Linked DNA regions of Mus musculus: all the other regions are linked to region 2. Evidence: chromatin contacts called from public HiChIP or PLAC-seq data. All regions are on one chromosome and are shown on one strand. Each heading gives the region's core, a stretch centred on a gene start, on an enhancer-like site or on the middle of the called end of the contact. The rest is flanking DNA. Distances are from core to core; before and after follow the strand shown.

Region 1 (4,042 bases), core at 337-2,836, 490 kb after region 2:
CACTTTTAAACCCCTGCAGTGAGCTTCCTCTGAAACCTTCAGGGCTTTCCCTGTGGGCAGCTAACACCCTGGGTGTCCCAGGCCCCTCTGTGGTGGCTCTGGATCCATGCTTTCTGGAGAAGCTGGCTTTTGCACTGTTGGCGTCCCTGACACTGCACCTCCACGCCTTTGCTCCCTCGCCCAGCACCTTGGCTGCTGCCCTCTGACCTTCCTACAGCCATGGCCATTCCCTGCTGCTATCACTTGGGACTTTCTGCACTGTGTCCCAGGCACCTGACTCTTCCCTGGGACTCCTTGTGGTTACTTGCTGTCCCAGGTAAGGATGCTCACAGCTCGGCACCTGGGATTCGTTCTGCCTGGTTTGAGCGTCTGGTGCCTGGCTTCTCCTCTCCATGTCAGTGAGACCATCCAGCTTTGTAGAATAGTCCTTTGTTCTTTTTCACTGCTGCGGAGGTATCCACTGGCTGATTTTGACACTGTGTAGCCCTCCCTGTGGGGACAGGCATCTGTGCTGTGGCCTTTTCTGCTCTTGAGCCCCTTGCACACTCTGTTGTGGGTGTGCACCAGGACGGGCCGCCTGTTCGCTCTGTAGGTGTGAATGAAGTTTGTTGTTTGGGGTTGGCCATCTAAACCCTGCACTGAGACTTGTGCTGACACCCAGGGGAAGGCACCTGTAGTAGTCTTTGTTTAGAAAGCCAGCTCCCAGAAGGCAGTGGGGAGGTTGGGGTTCAGGGTTCTGCAGCCATGTGCTTGCTCAGTGCTAGATGGGACACTGGGTAGTTAGAGAGGCTCCAAAGCTCAGCCCTACAGACCGCACGCTGATCTGTTTGTATTCAGTGTGGAAGATAACCGAGTAACCAGAGGTCAATCTGGTCCATTTGAAAACCAAAACCCTGAACTCTGGGCATGATGGTGCACACTCTGAGTCCCAGCACTCGGGGTAAGAGACAGGCTGGCCTTGTCTACATAGAGAGTTCAAAGTTAGCAAGGCGACTCTGTCTTAGAGAGACCAACAGACAAACCCAAAAGACCCCACTACAGAGCTGGAGAGATGGCTCAGTGATTCAGAGCACTTGCTGATGTTGCAGAGGATCCAGGTTCCACTTCTAGCACCCACATGGTAGCTGAAAACCATCCTAACTCCAGTTCCAGGGAGCTATTGCCCTCTCCTGACCTCCACGGGCACTAGGCTTGCATGTGGTACACAAATATAACATGCAGGCAAACATTTACACACATACAATCATAGAAATCATAAAACAACAACAAAACTCCAAAGAGACCCAAAGCAAAATCGCCTAATTCAAGGCAGGGTTAAGTGATCCCCAGGAACTGAAGGGCTTAGAGTCCCCTGTTGCTGCCTCTGCTTCTGATACCCCCCCCCCCGCCCCCTCCATACTACCCCCAGCACAAACAGGCCAGGGTTGGATAAGTTCTCCTCTGCTTCAGGCTCCAGTGGGAATGCGGGGCAGGGGGGAGGGCATGTGTGTCTTGATGGGAATAGTATTGTGGGAGAGGTGGACCTCTGTCCTGTCGTGAGGCATGTGACCTTTTTCAGAAGACTCACCAAGCAAAGCTACCAGCTGCTGGCCAGCCACTCTTTCCTCTAATCGCTTCTGGAGAAGGGCCAGCGTGTGGGCTGATGTCTGTCTCTGATGTGGGCCGGCTTCCCTCCAAAGGCAGCCACTTGGAGGTTGGTCAAGCTAAGCAGCCCTCCACCCCCCAGGTCTAAGAGCCCCTCATTCCCAGGCTACAGGCCCAGATGCAGTGTTCAAGGGAGTCCCTATGGGGAGAAGGGAGGAGGCCTGTAAAAATGAACTTCCCCCAGGGGATGAGACAAACAGAACAACATTCCAGAGGAGTGCCTGCCTGCCTGTTGCCAGTGCAGCCTGGCCTGAGGGGGGCCAATGGACACTGGGGCGTGCCCTCCGTGGCTACAGCTTGGCAGGGCTCTGCTCTGAAATGAAATGAATGAAAATCTGGCTGGGTGTTGTGGCTCATGCTTGTAAACCCAACACTCAGGCTGAGGCAGGAGGATTACCCTGACTTCAAGCTGGCTTCAGCTACAGTGAGACCTTGTCTCAAAAAGGGGAGAGGTTTGGGGTGAAGTGAGGTTGGAGGGAGGGCTAGGTGGTTAAGAGTGCTTTTTGTAAGCACCACCATGAGGACCTGAGTTCAGATCCTGTCACTCACTGAACAAGCTGGCTGTGGTCTCACATGCATAAGTCATCTCAGAGTCAGGAGGACTGTTGCCGCTTGCTGACTGCCAGCCAGCTCTAACCCAAACACAGGAACTCGACCTTTCCTCAGAGTAATATCCAATATCCTCCTGGTCTTTGCTTGCACATGTGTAATGTATACACACACACAGTACACACATGCATACCAGGCTACACACACACAGTACACACATGCATACCAGGCTACACACACATAGTACACACATACATACCATGCTACACACACACACCAAGCATGCATATAGCATATTCACACACACATCACATATACACATATGCATATATATATCTATCACACATATACCGTAGACACACCATACACATTACATAAATACCCCGTATATACCACACACAAACATCATACACACATATACCATATACAAGCATGCACACTGCACACACCCACAAGATTAAAGAGAATCAGAGACCAGAAGTAGGGCCAGCCTGGGCTCAGCGGCTGGTGGGAATGTGATACCCCACCACACCCCTCTGTGATGGGAGGATGCATTTGTGTGAGACCAGTAATAGTGATGGCAGCAGCAGCGTGCAGTACTTGAGTCTTGTTTTTTCCTGGAAGCGCCTCTGGCTTGGGCGTGGCTGTGTGCCCTTTGTGCCAAGCAGAGAGAGGTTGCATAATTTGTCTCTGACACACAGCTAGAGTGGCAGAGCTTGGAGTCAGGTGTTGGTGACGTGGCTCCAGGGCTCAAGGTTGAAGAAAGGCCAGGCAGTGTGGGGAGGGCAGTGTGAGGATTGCAGAGTGGGAGGGCAGAGTAGGGAGGGCAGTGTGAGGGGACAGTGTGGGGAGGGCAGTGTGAGGAGGCTGTCCTCACAGAGGGACAGCGGCCTGTCTTCCCAGAGGAGGCTGCAGACATGGTGTGTGTTGGAGGAGGGGAAGTTTACTGAGTGGGTTCCTGGGTTTGACACAGTTCATTTCCTAGGGCCTGGTTGAAATGTGTTCCAGACTCGCCTTCCCACTTCCCTCCGATGCCATGTTCTCAAGTCCCTTCTGGGTCACATTCCACTCCCTTGACCCTCTGGTGTAAGGTGGAGAGCATAGTGTATTGGCTACCCCCTGTTTTGAGAGCTGGGTTACCCCAAGCTTGTTTCCTTCTTTCCCATTAGCCACAGGCCTGAGGCTCAACATGAGCCCTGTCCTTTGTCATGGTGGCCACCGGAGGGTCTCTGCCCAGAGCACTCATCTGTCTGGGTGCTCTGACCAGTTAAGTCTCCTTTGCATGTGGCCAAGGCCTTTATGAGCTGCATAGTATCTGTCACAAGTGGCCTGTTCAACTGCTCCTGAGTGAGGCCTTGTTGGCACAAGCCTACCGAAACATCAGGAGGGCACAGGCTGGCTCCACACCATTGTCCATGCCATGCCCATGTCCCCAAATCAGTGTTCAGCAGATACATTCCAGCCTCGTGTCACTGTCATCCAGCCAGATAGCATGATAGTGGAAAAGGCCGTGAGAGAAAAGACTGTGGATCTGACAGAAGGTGGCCATGTGTAGGCAGTAGGGGACAGGGCAGAACATTCCAGTCCCCAAAGCAGGTGCCCTGAAACATGAACTTTGACCTCCAGAAGTTTACAGTGTTGTCATGGAGAAATCAGGTGTGAGCCCACCTGTGGTGAGTGTCTCTAACTCAGGGAACTTCCTTATTCTGACAGTGACTCTCCCCTTGCTTGAGTGACAGCTGGTGACAGAGTCTGTTTTCATAAACTTGCCTTCATGGTGCTGTGCCTCTCCACCCCTGTAATAGTCCATTGCTCTACTTGGTGTGGCCTTCTCAGGCTAGAAGACGGT
Region 2 (4,338 bases), core at 1,095-3,594:
ACATTGTATCTATGACTTTAAAAGGTGAATCAATGTTGCCAAATGGTTCTTTATCTATAACAACGAATACACGATGTCTAAGGGTCAGAGAGAGGGCTCACAGATAAAGGCGCTTGCGGCCAAGCGAGGGGAGCACCTAGAAGAACAGTGGGATGAGCCACCTTCAGTCTCTCCCACTCACATGATAGAAGAATATGGATGTATACAAGTTTTCTGATCTCAGTATGTATATGGGTGTGTGAAAATGCATACCAGGAACAAACATAAAATAAAAGCAACTAATCAGAAAACTGCATGGCAAGCACAAAGACTGAACAGTTCTCCAGAGCAAGCATGAGATTGGAAATGCACGTTCTAAGACAAACAAGCAACCTTCAGGGAATGATTTTACACATGCAGCCATGAATCAGCATTGCAAGGGCTAGGAGGACATTTCATTTGCTGGACTAGCAATCTCATTGCCTCTAGTTATGAATCTGTGACTGTCAAAGCCTCGGAGCATGACAGTCTGAAGCCATGGAAACAGGTTCTATTAAAGGGCTTGGGAGGTTCGTTGCTAAAGAGCTGGTCTTACAAGCCTGGAGACCCGAGTTTGGATCCCCAGAGCCAACACAAAAACCCAGGGATGATTCTCCCAGTGAATGGCAAGATGGGAGTTGGAGCCCTAGAAGCATGGGGGCCAGTCAGCCTGCCCTTTGTACTGAAGTTCCCAGCCTGTGAGAAACTCTGGTTCAGGTAAAAGGAACAGGCCTGGAGGACTAACACCCAAGTTTGTTCTTTGCCTTCTACACACACACACATACACATATACATACACACACATATACATATATGTGTGTGTGTGTATATATATATATGTGTGTGTGTGTGTGTGTGTATTTATAAATCAATTAAAAAATAACCAACTCATCCCCCAAGAATAACCACGGAAATAATGCTTTTTGTTTGTTTGAGACAGGGTCTCTCTGTGTAGCCCTGGCTGTCCTGGAACTTGTTATGTACACCAGGCTGGCCTCGAACCCAGAGATCTGCCTGCCTCTGCTGGAACTAAGCATGTGCCATGAGACCCAGTCTGGAAATAATGCTTTTAAATACAGGACTGGTTAGCCTTTCCAGGGATGTGGCCTGGTTAGGAGAGTGCTCACCTAGCACGCATGAAGCCTGGGCTTTATTCCCCAGCTCTGTGCAGCAGCTGCTCAGCTCCATCAATAGCTCCAGCTGCTGGCACCAGCTTACAGCAGTTTAGTGGACGTCCGCCAAAGCTCTGAAACACCAGCTATGTCAAGGTCTGTACCACCACCCCTGTCAAAGAGGATGCTGACCAGGAGATGAACTCTGGTGTTCTCTAACCTGGAGGCAAAGGATGGCAATGGAGAGGCCATCATGCACTACCCTGGAGTCACCTGAAATGGGGCCACCTTACTATCACACCTACGCACACCCACAGGCTACCCCTTCACCTGCATCCATTCCTCACTCACTGGACAGTACACAGCCGCTCATGCTTTATAGCTGGCATCATGAGATGGCCAACAGGGTTGGGGGTGGGGAGGCAGAGCCCCTGCAAAACAGGCGGTCGGGGCTAAGGCAGAAAGGGCACAATGCTGATACTCTTCTGCTCTCACAGAGCCCTGCTAGCATCCACTCTGACTGGGTGGGTGAGAAGATGCTCACGTTTCCTGTGGTAAAACTGGAACCTGTGGCAGCGGCAGAATGAATGAGTCTGACTTTGAAGGTAGACTCGCATGGGTTGCTGATGCCAAGTGTCCCCAAAGGAACAAAAGTCATCTATTCTGTCGTAAATGGAAGTTACATGTAAAGAGAAAAAAAAACAAACAAAAAAAACAAACAAACAAAAAAAAACCAAAACAAAACAAAAAAAACAAGTATGGTGTTGAATGCCTGATAGCCCAGCACTGAGGAGGTGGAGACAGAAGACTCCGAAAAGTTTAAGGTCATCCTTAGGTACATAGTGAGATCCAGTCTAGCCTGGGCTACAAGAGACCCTATCTCAAAACCACGAGATTAAATTAACTTGTTCCTAAAGATGCAAAATGACAGAAGACAAGGACCTCCATCCCTTGGTACCACTGTCCTCTAAGCAAATGCATACTGTCACGTCCTTGCCGAAATGTTTGCAGTTCAGCTGTTAAGATAAGGAGAAAAATGATGTTGGGTACCAGATAGGGCTGTAGAACGTTTCACGGTGTCCCATTGGGAACACACAGAACAGGAAAGGAGTTGGTGCGCACACAAGCAAGCGCACGCAGCCTTGGAGCAAGCAGATGACATTGCTCATGCGCAGTGTGCAGAGCAGCCCTTGGCACTGGTAGGCCTCCAGCGTGAAGAATGTTGCCTGGCTTGCCACCTTGTTTTTCCTGCCAAAGTTATGATAAGAGGCTTTTCACTTACAGACGATTTACTTTGTGAGTCACGGGCCAGAAATGGTGCTTTGGGATCTGAGCCAGCAAGGAAGCAGTCCTGAGCTGGGAGGAGGGGCTCTGATCTGGGAACAAAGGCCTGGGTTCCTCCCGTGGCCTTCCGCGCAGAAAAGAGTTAATGGTCACGAGTGATACATCTGGATCTTGATTCTGGTCAAAGAAAGTAATAGCTTAAAAAAACCCGGGGGGATGGGAGGACAGCCATCTCCCCCAGTCTAAAGTTGAACGCGTTCTTCAGCATGCTCTAGAAAAGCAGGTAGGGGCAGGTCAGTGTGCATTCACTCAGGGGTGACAGAACCCAATTCCAAGGGGATCAAATGATAAATGGACCGAAGGAGACCTCTGGCTCCTGCAAGCTGCAGGTGCCTTGGCTCCGGCTCCTCTTTCTACTTGTCTCTTTTCAGACCAGTTTCTTGCAGTAGGAAACCGGTGGAAACAGCAGAGATGACAAGCCCTCTTCACCATCCTGAAGAAGGAAGAGGAACTTTGTGGGGGGGGGACCCCACCCCAAATTCCTGGGGGTGGGGTGGGGTAGGGGGAACGAATTTGAGATTGATTGGACCAGCAAAAGTCATGTGCTCACTTGTGACCCAATCACAGCGTAGCTGAGAGTGGCGGTCTCTAGTATCTGGGAGGAAGGAAGGCCTCCTGGGTATGAAGCAATTATTAATGTTTAAAATGATATTTTAGGGCTTGGAAAGATGGAGCCACTGGTTAAGAGCTCATACTACATTTGCAGAAGACCTGAATTCAGTTCCCAGCATCCACAGCAATTAGCTCACAGCAATTAAGCCCACCAGGCAGAAGTAAAAGACCACCAACTCGGCTAGCCCATGGTGGTGCAGGCCTTTAATCCCAGTGAGAGGCAGAGGCTGGCAGATCTCTGTGAGTTCAAGGCCAACTTGATCTACAGAGTTGATTTCCAGTTCAGCCAAAGCGACACAGAGAAACACTGTCTCAAACTAACAAAACAAAAGACCAGCCATTCAAATGGCCAAATTGGAGCAAAAAAAAGAAAATAAAGAAAAAGAAAAAAAAATTTAAATTGTGAACAGCAGCACAGAGCTGGTCCAGCAACCGTCTGCCCTAGTGCAAGTTTTAGAGGTCGTCCCTAGATGGGGAAGATGAGGGTTTTATAGCTTAGGAGACCGGGCTTTCCGAACAGGGGCTTTGGCAGACAAAGAAGCAGGGTTACAGAAGCAGAACAAGTTGGTCATGAGGAGCTCCTGAAAGAAAGGCATGGCTGCCATTTCTTGAACAGGAAGTACAGAAATGTGTAGCTGAGGTTCTACACGGGGCATAGCTTAATCCTTGAAAGAGGTTCATCATAAACAGGAATGAACCTAGTTCAACCTTGCTATAAGATGGCACTCAAGCTTAAGATGGAGGCAGGTTAGTTCATCAACAACCACCTATAACCAACTCCAGTTCCAAGGGAACTGGTGCCCTTTTCTGACTCTGGACACCTATACACATGTGCAAATACCATCCCCTCACATATACACATAATTGTTGTTGGGTTTTTGTTTTTGTTTGCTTTGGTTTTTACTTTTTTTTTCTCCTCCCCTTCTTCCTCCTCTTTTTTCTTTGGAGAGTCTTTGTGTAGCCCGGGGCTAGACTTGACCTGAGTCACCATATTACAGATATGTGTCACCATACCCAATGAATTTCATCTTTGGTTTTGGGACATGCAGGATCTCACTGTACAGCTCTGGTGACCTGTAACTTGCTATGTAGATCAGGCAGGTGCTGCAATGAATGGTGTACACCCGTATATCTGGCCCCTCATCTTTTAATTTAGAATCATTTCTGAAATCCTCCTTTTTTGGGGGGAGGCTGTTTCATGTAGCTCAGGCTAGCCTTGAACTTGGTACATAGCTGAGGATATCTTTGAAAA
Region 3 (4,394 bases), core at 1,858-4,357, 460 kb after region 2:
GGGACTGTACATCACAAAGAAGCCATCAGCCTCAGGCAGCTGTGGCTGGGGCCATTAGGACCTGTCCTGTGGTATATCAAGCCTTCAGAGCTCAAGGTACACAGTGTAGCCTCTGGCCTCCGGGTGAGGAGAGCGCTCTTTAGGTGGTGCGGGGCCTAGGTCTACACAGTGAAAGATGAGGCTTCCCCCAAGACATCATGTTATTTATAGAAGAGTTCTGAGGGTTTGGGACACTTGCTTCCCTGCCAGAAACTGGCCTTGGGTTACAGCCTGGGTCAAGCCATCAGACACCTCTCCTCTGGTTGACCATGCAGTTCTGTGAGGTGATCTCTGCTCACCCTGGTGAGCAGGACCCTGGTCCCTTGGCCAGATCCTGATGTGGTAGTCTCCACTCTCACCCACTTTGTCTCACTGCTTGTAAACCATGCTTCCAAGTCTCAACACCGGCCACTGCGATAGCTTTCATCCCGGGGAGAGCAAAACTTGTGACAGATGGTGTTTTAATTAGGATTTTACTGCTGTGAACAGACACCATGACCACCGCAAGTCTTATAAATGATAACATTTGATTGGGGCTGGCTGACAGATTCAGAGGTTCAGTCCATTATCATCAAAGCAGGAACATGGCAGCATCCAGGCAGGCAGGAGCTGAGAGTTCTGTATCGTCATCTGAAGGCTGCTAGCAGAACTCTGACTTCCAGGCAGGTAGAATGAGGGTCTTAAAGCCCACACCCTGACACCTACTCCAACAGGGACACACCTTCTAATAGTGCCACTCCCTGGGATAAGCATATATAAACCATCACAGGTAGCAACTCCTGGAGCTTCCCTCAGGTCTTTCAGAGTCCTGGGCTTAGCTCAAAGGCCTTCCCAGTGTCAATATTTAAAGATTCTATGACCTCCACAACCTGGCCTGGAAGTTGCTGTCCTGCCAGCCCCTGTCACACAAGTGTCAGGGATCGGGGTTGTAACACAGACTTTAGAGCGTGTCACCCGAAGCCAGGTAATTATGGTTAGATTGAGTGGCAGGGGAGAGCTGGTAGACAGGGTTTGCCCTTCAAAATGCGTTTTATTCATTGCCTTTGCTGGCTGAAGTGCTGGAAAGATGCGGCCCCACCCGTCCCTGCCCAGGAAGTAAGAAGCTACAACGAAGCTCTGAAAAGATAACACAGTTGACCTGTTTCCCTTGTACTTTGTCTTACAGCGGGAACTGTGGAATGCATTTTGTTTTAAGGAGAGGTGGTGCTTTGAGACAAGGTCTCACGTAGCCCAGGCTGGTCCCTAATTCAATAGCAAGCTGAGAGTGGCCTCGAACTCCTCACCTCCTCCCTATTTCTCAAGTGATCACAGGCATATGCCACCATGCCTGGCTCAAAAATCATAGTTCTTAATGACAGTAATGTGTAGTTTTGCTATTTCCTGAGCACAGTTAAGATTCAAAATGGAAAGCCGGGCGTGGTGGCGCATGCCTTTAATCCCAGCACTTGGGAGGCAGAGGCAGGGGGATTTCTGAGTTCAAGGCCAGCCTAGCCTGGTCTACAAAGTGAGTTCCAGGACAACCAGGGCTATACAGAGAAGCCCTGTCTTGACCCTGATGCCCTCTTCTGATGTGTCTAAAGCTTCAATATACTTACATGTAATAATAAATCTTTTTAAGAAAAAGATTTAAGCCAGGCGTGGTGGCGCACGCCTTTAATCCCAGCACTCGGGAGGCAGAGGCAGGCAGATTTCTGAGTTCGAGGCCAGCCTGGTCTACAAAGTGAGTGCCAGGACAGCCAGGGCTACACAGAGAAACCCTGTCTCGAAAAACCCAAAAAAAAAAAAAAAAAAAAAAAAAAAACCAAAAAGAAAAAGATTTAAAACAGGACAGGGTAGTGGGGGGAGGAAGTTCAGAGAGTAAAGGTACCTGTCACCAGACTGTCACCTGAGTTCAATTCCCAAGCATACCCAAGCGGATGTAGAAGGAGAGAACCCAGTCTTGAACTCTTAAAAGTTGTCTGTGCCATGTCATGCTCTCGCTCTCTCTCTGACACAAACGTCACAAACATTAGAAATTTAAAGATCTCAAAACACCAAACTTTTAATATTACTGTTACCAAGTCGGACTGTGGTGGCACACGCCTTTAATCCCAGCACCGGGGAGGCAGAGGCAGGCAGATTTCTGAGTTTGAGGCCAGCCTGGTCTACAGAGTGAGTTCCAGGACAGCCAGGGCTACAGAGAGAAACCCTGTCTCGAAAAACCAAAAAATAATAAGTATATAAATAAACCTAGGGCTGGAGAGATGGCTCAGTGGTTAAGAGCACCAACTGTTCTTCCAAAGGTCCTGAGTTCAAATCCCAGCAACCACATGGTGGCTCACAACCATCTGTAATGAGATCTGACGCCCTCTCCTGGTACATCTGAAGACAGCTATAGTGTACTTAGATATAATAATAATAATAATAAATAAATCTTTTTAAAAAATAAACCTATAGCTAAGCCCAGTGGTGGATACCTTTGCTTTCAGCGCAGATGGATCTCTGTGAGTTGGAGACCAACCTGGTCTCCATTCTTCCATGCCAGCCAGGGCTTCATAGTAAATGAGACCTTGATGATAAATAAATTAATTTTAAAAATATGGGCATGGAGTAAATAAATGAAAATTCACATTTCCTTGCCCTTAGGATGTATTTAGATGTGTTGTCCAAGTCGGACTTGACTTGACGTCATCCATCTTGTGGCCGGATCGTCCATTTTAATGAGTTAGTAGTGCTCCACCCCCACTTTGGCTTAATTTGTCTGGAGGTAATTAAGCATCCATAATCAAAGCAAGGTGGGTTATGGTGACAAGAGCAGGATAGTATGAGCCCGGGGTACAGGAGAGACCCTGCCTCCCCAAAACACAAAAGCTAAAATCCCACAGAGGTACAACCAGAACCAGCCCTGTTCCTCCCCAGCCTTGCTATGTGAGGGAAGGGCAGTGACTGACAGGAGGAAGTGAAGCCAGAGACACAGCAACCATAGTTCGTTATTCAGACCAAATAAACAAACACCAGGAAGTTGCACTCAGACGGAGGGCAGCCGTGCTACCTGATGAGTCATTGTCACTCATGTAGCAAGCATGATGGCAGGCCTCAGAGGTATTTGCCATGTGTTGGCCAGAGAAGAAGCAGGATGCTCAGAGATGGATTCCAGAGAACTGAGTGGCCCCTCTGTGACCCTGGACGCCATCTGAGTTTCCTCTTGTGCAGGTGAGGTTAATGATACACACTTCTGCTTCTAAGAATAGTCAGGACTAAACAAGAGCATAGATGGACACAGGGCTAAATTCCCAGAGAGCACCCGAGCCGAGCCATGACAACCCAGGCTGGCTAGGATCTCTAATCCCCATTAGGAGGATGCAGATACCAAAGCAACAATACGTAGTCCCGGCTCCTCATAGCCAGGCATCTGTGCATGCTTGTCACAGGGACAGACTCAGGTGAGGAAATTGGTTTATCTCACAGGAGAACACACTGTGAGCTGGTCTGGGCATGTGTCTCAGTGACAGAGCTCCTGCCCAGAATATATGAGGAGACCCCTGGGTCCCATTAACAGCATGAGAATCGTGTGGGTAGCCTCTGGTGAAGCCCAGAGGAAGCAGGGAAGGTGTATGGTGTGGAGGAGATGCTTGGCCCGAGCCTTGGGATGTGAGGAGAAGTTCGCTGGTGTTGAGGAGAAGAACATTGTTCCCAGCAGGGAAACCACATGGGAGAAAAGGCCTAGAGCTCTGGTCTCACTGGACCTGCGAGGGTGGGGGAAGAGTGGGAGAAGTTAGGCAATCCACAGCCGCCCGAGGAGGCTGAGGTCACATCATGCAGATGTGGACCTGGACCCAGATGGCTCCTGCACTTCCTGTTCTCTGCAAGCAGATCATCTTCAGAACCAAGAGAAAGCAAAACAAAACAAAAACACGTGAGTGTGAGCATGGTGTGTGTGTGCGTGTGTTCAAATGTGCGAGCAGTGAGCATGCAGGTATGTACGCCCCAGTGTGGAGACCAGAGGATGATGGTGTCTCACCCTTATTGCTCTCCCTTTTATATTCTGAGGGCGTCTGTCCCTCAACTCGGACCTCTCCGAATGGCCAGCGGACACCGGCCTGTCTCCACCTGCCCAGCACTGATGTTAGAGGTTTGTGCTGCCAGGCCTGCCCTGAAATTGGTGCTGGGTAGGGAACTGAGGCCTTCAAGTTTGGCCACCAGATACTCTATTGACAACTCTCTCCTCCAAACCTTTTTCTCTTGAAAAATTTTCCCCAAAAATTATGTCCATGTTGGTGTGTGTGTACATGTTCGCGCAGGTGCCCATGGAGGCCAGAAAGATGGTGTTGCCTCCCTTGGAGCTGACAGTTACAGTTGTGAGCCATTTGATGTGG

What was found. HiChIP or PLAC-seq counts read pairs in DNA pulled down with a chosen protein or histone mark.
Region 1: a FOXA1 HiChIP or PLAC-seq map of pancreatic cancer cells shows a contact between it and region 2. The contact joins two enhancer-like sites. A contact is called at or near these places in 2 of 39 promoter capture datasets (liver and pre-B cells) and 1 of 115 datasets of contacts at active chromatin or transcription factors (pancreatic cancer cells).
Region 3: an HNF4G HiChIP or PLAC-seq map of pancreatic cancer cells shows a contact between it and region 2. The contact joins two enhancer-like sites. A contact is called at or near these places in 1 of 115 datasets of contacts at active chromatin or transcription factors (pancreatic cancer cells) and 1 of 9 other capture datasets (liver).

What each region holds. Positions count from the first base shown.
Region 1 is chr15:79,389,480-79,393,521 of GRCm38.p6, reverse strand. The region is part of intron 1 of Tmem184b (transmembrane protein 184b); the gene reads left to right. Among named protein-coding and RNA genes, the nearest start is that of Tmem184b, 12 kb to the left of the region's middle. Within about 2 kb of position 1,586, at least 151 of the 459 cell types and tissues checked have an H3K27ac peak or open chromatin away from gene starts, as enhancers often do. A contact at or near this core is called in pancreatic cancer cells, where this site is marked.
Region 2 is chr15:79,877,562-79,881,899 of GRCm38.p6, reverse strand. No RefSeq gene overlaps it. Among named protein-coding and RNA genes, the nearest start is that of Apobec3, 13 kb to the left of the region's middle. Within about 2 kb of position 2,344, at least 122 of the 459 cell types and tissues checked have an H3K27ac peak or open chromatin away from gene starts, as enhancers often do. A contact at or near this core is called in pancreatic cancer cells, where this site is marked.
Region 3 is chr15:79,413,409-79,417,802 of GRCm38.p6, reverse strand. No RefSeq gene overlaps it. Among named protein-coding and RNA genes, the nearest start is that of Gm16059, 11 kb to the left of the region's middle. Within about 2 kb of position 3,107, at least 136 of the 459 cell types and tissues checked have an H3K27ac peak or open chromatin away from gene starts, as enhancers often do. A contact at or near this core is called in pancreatic cancer cells, where this site is marked.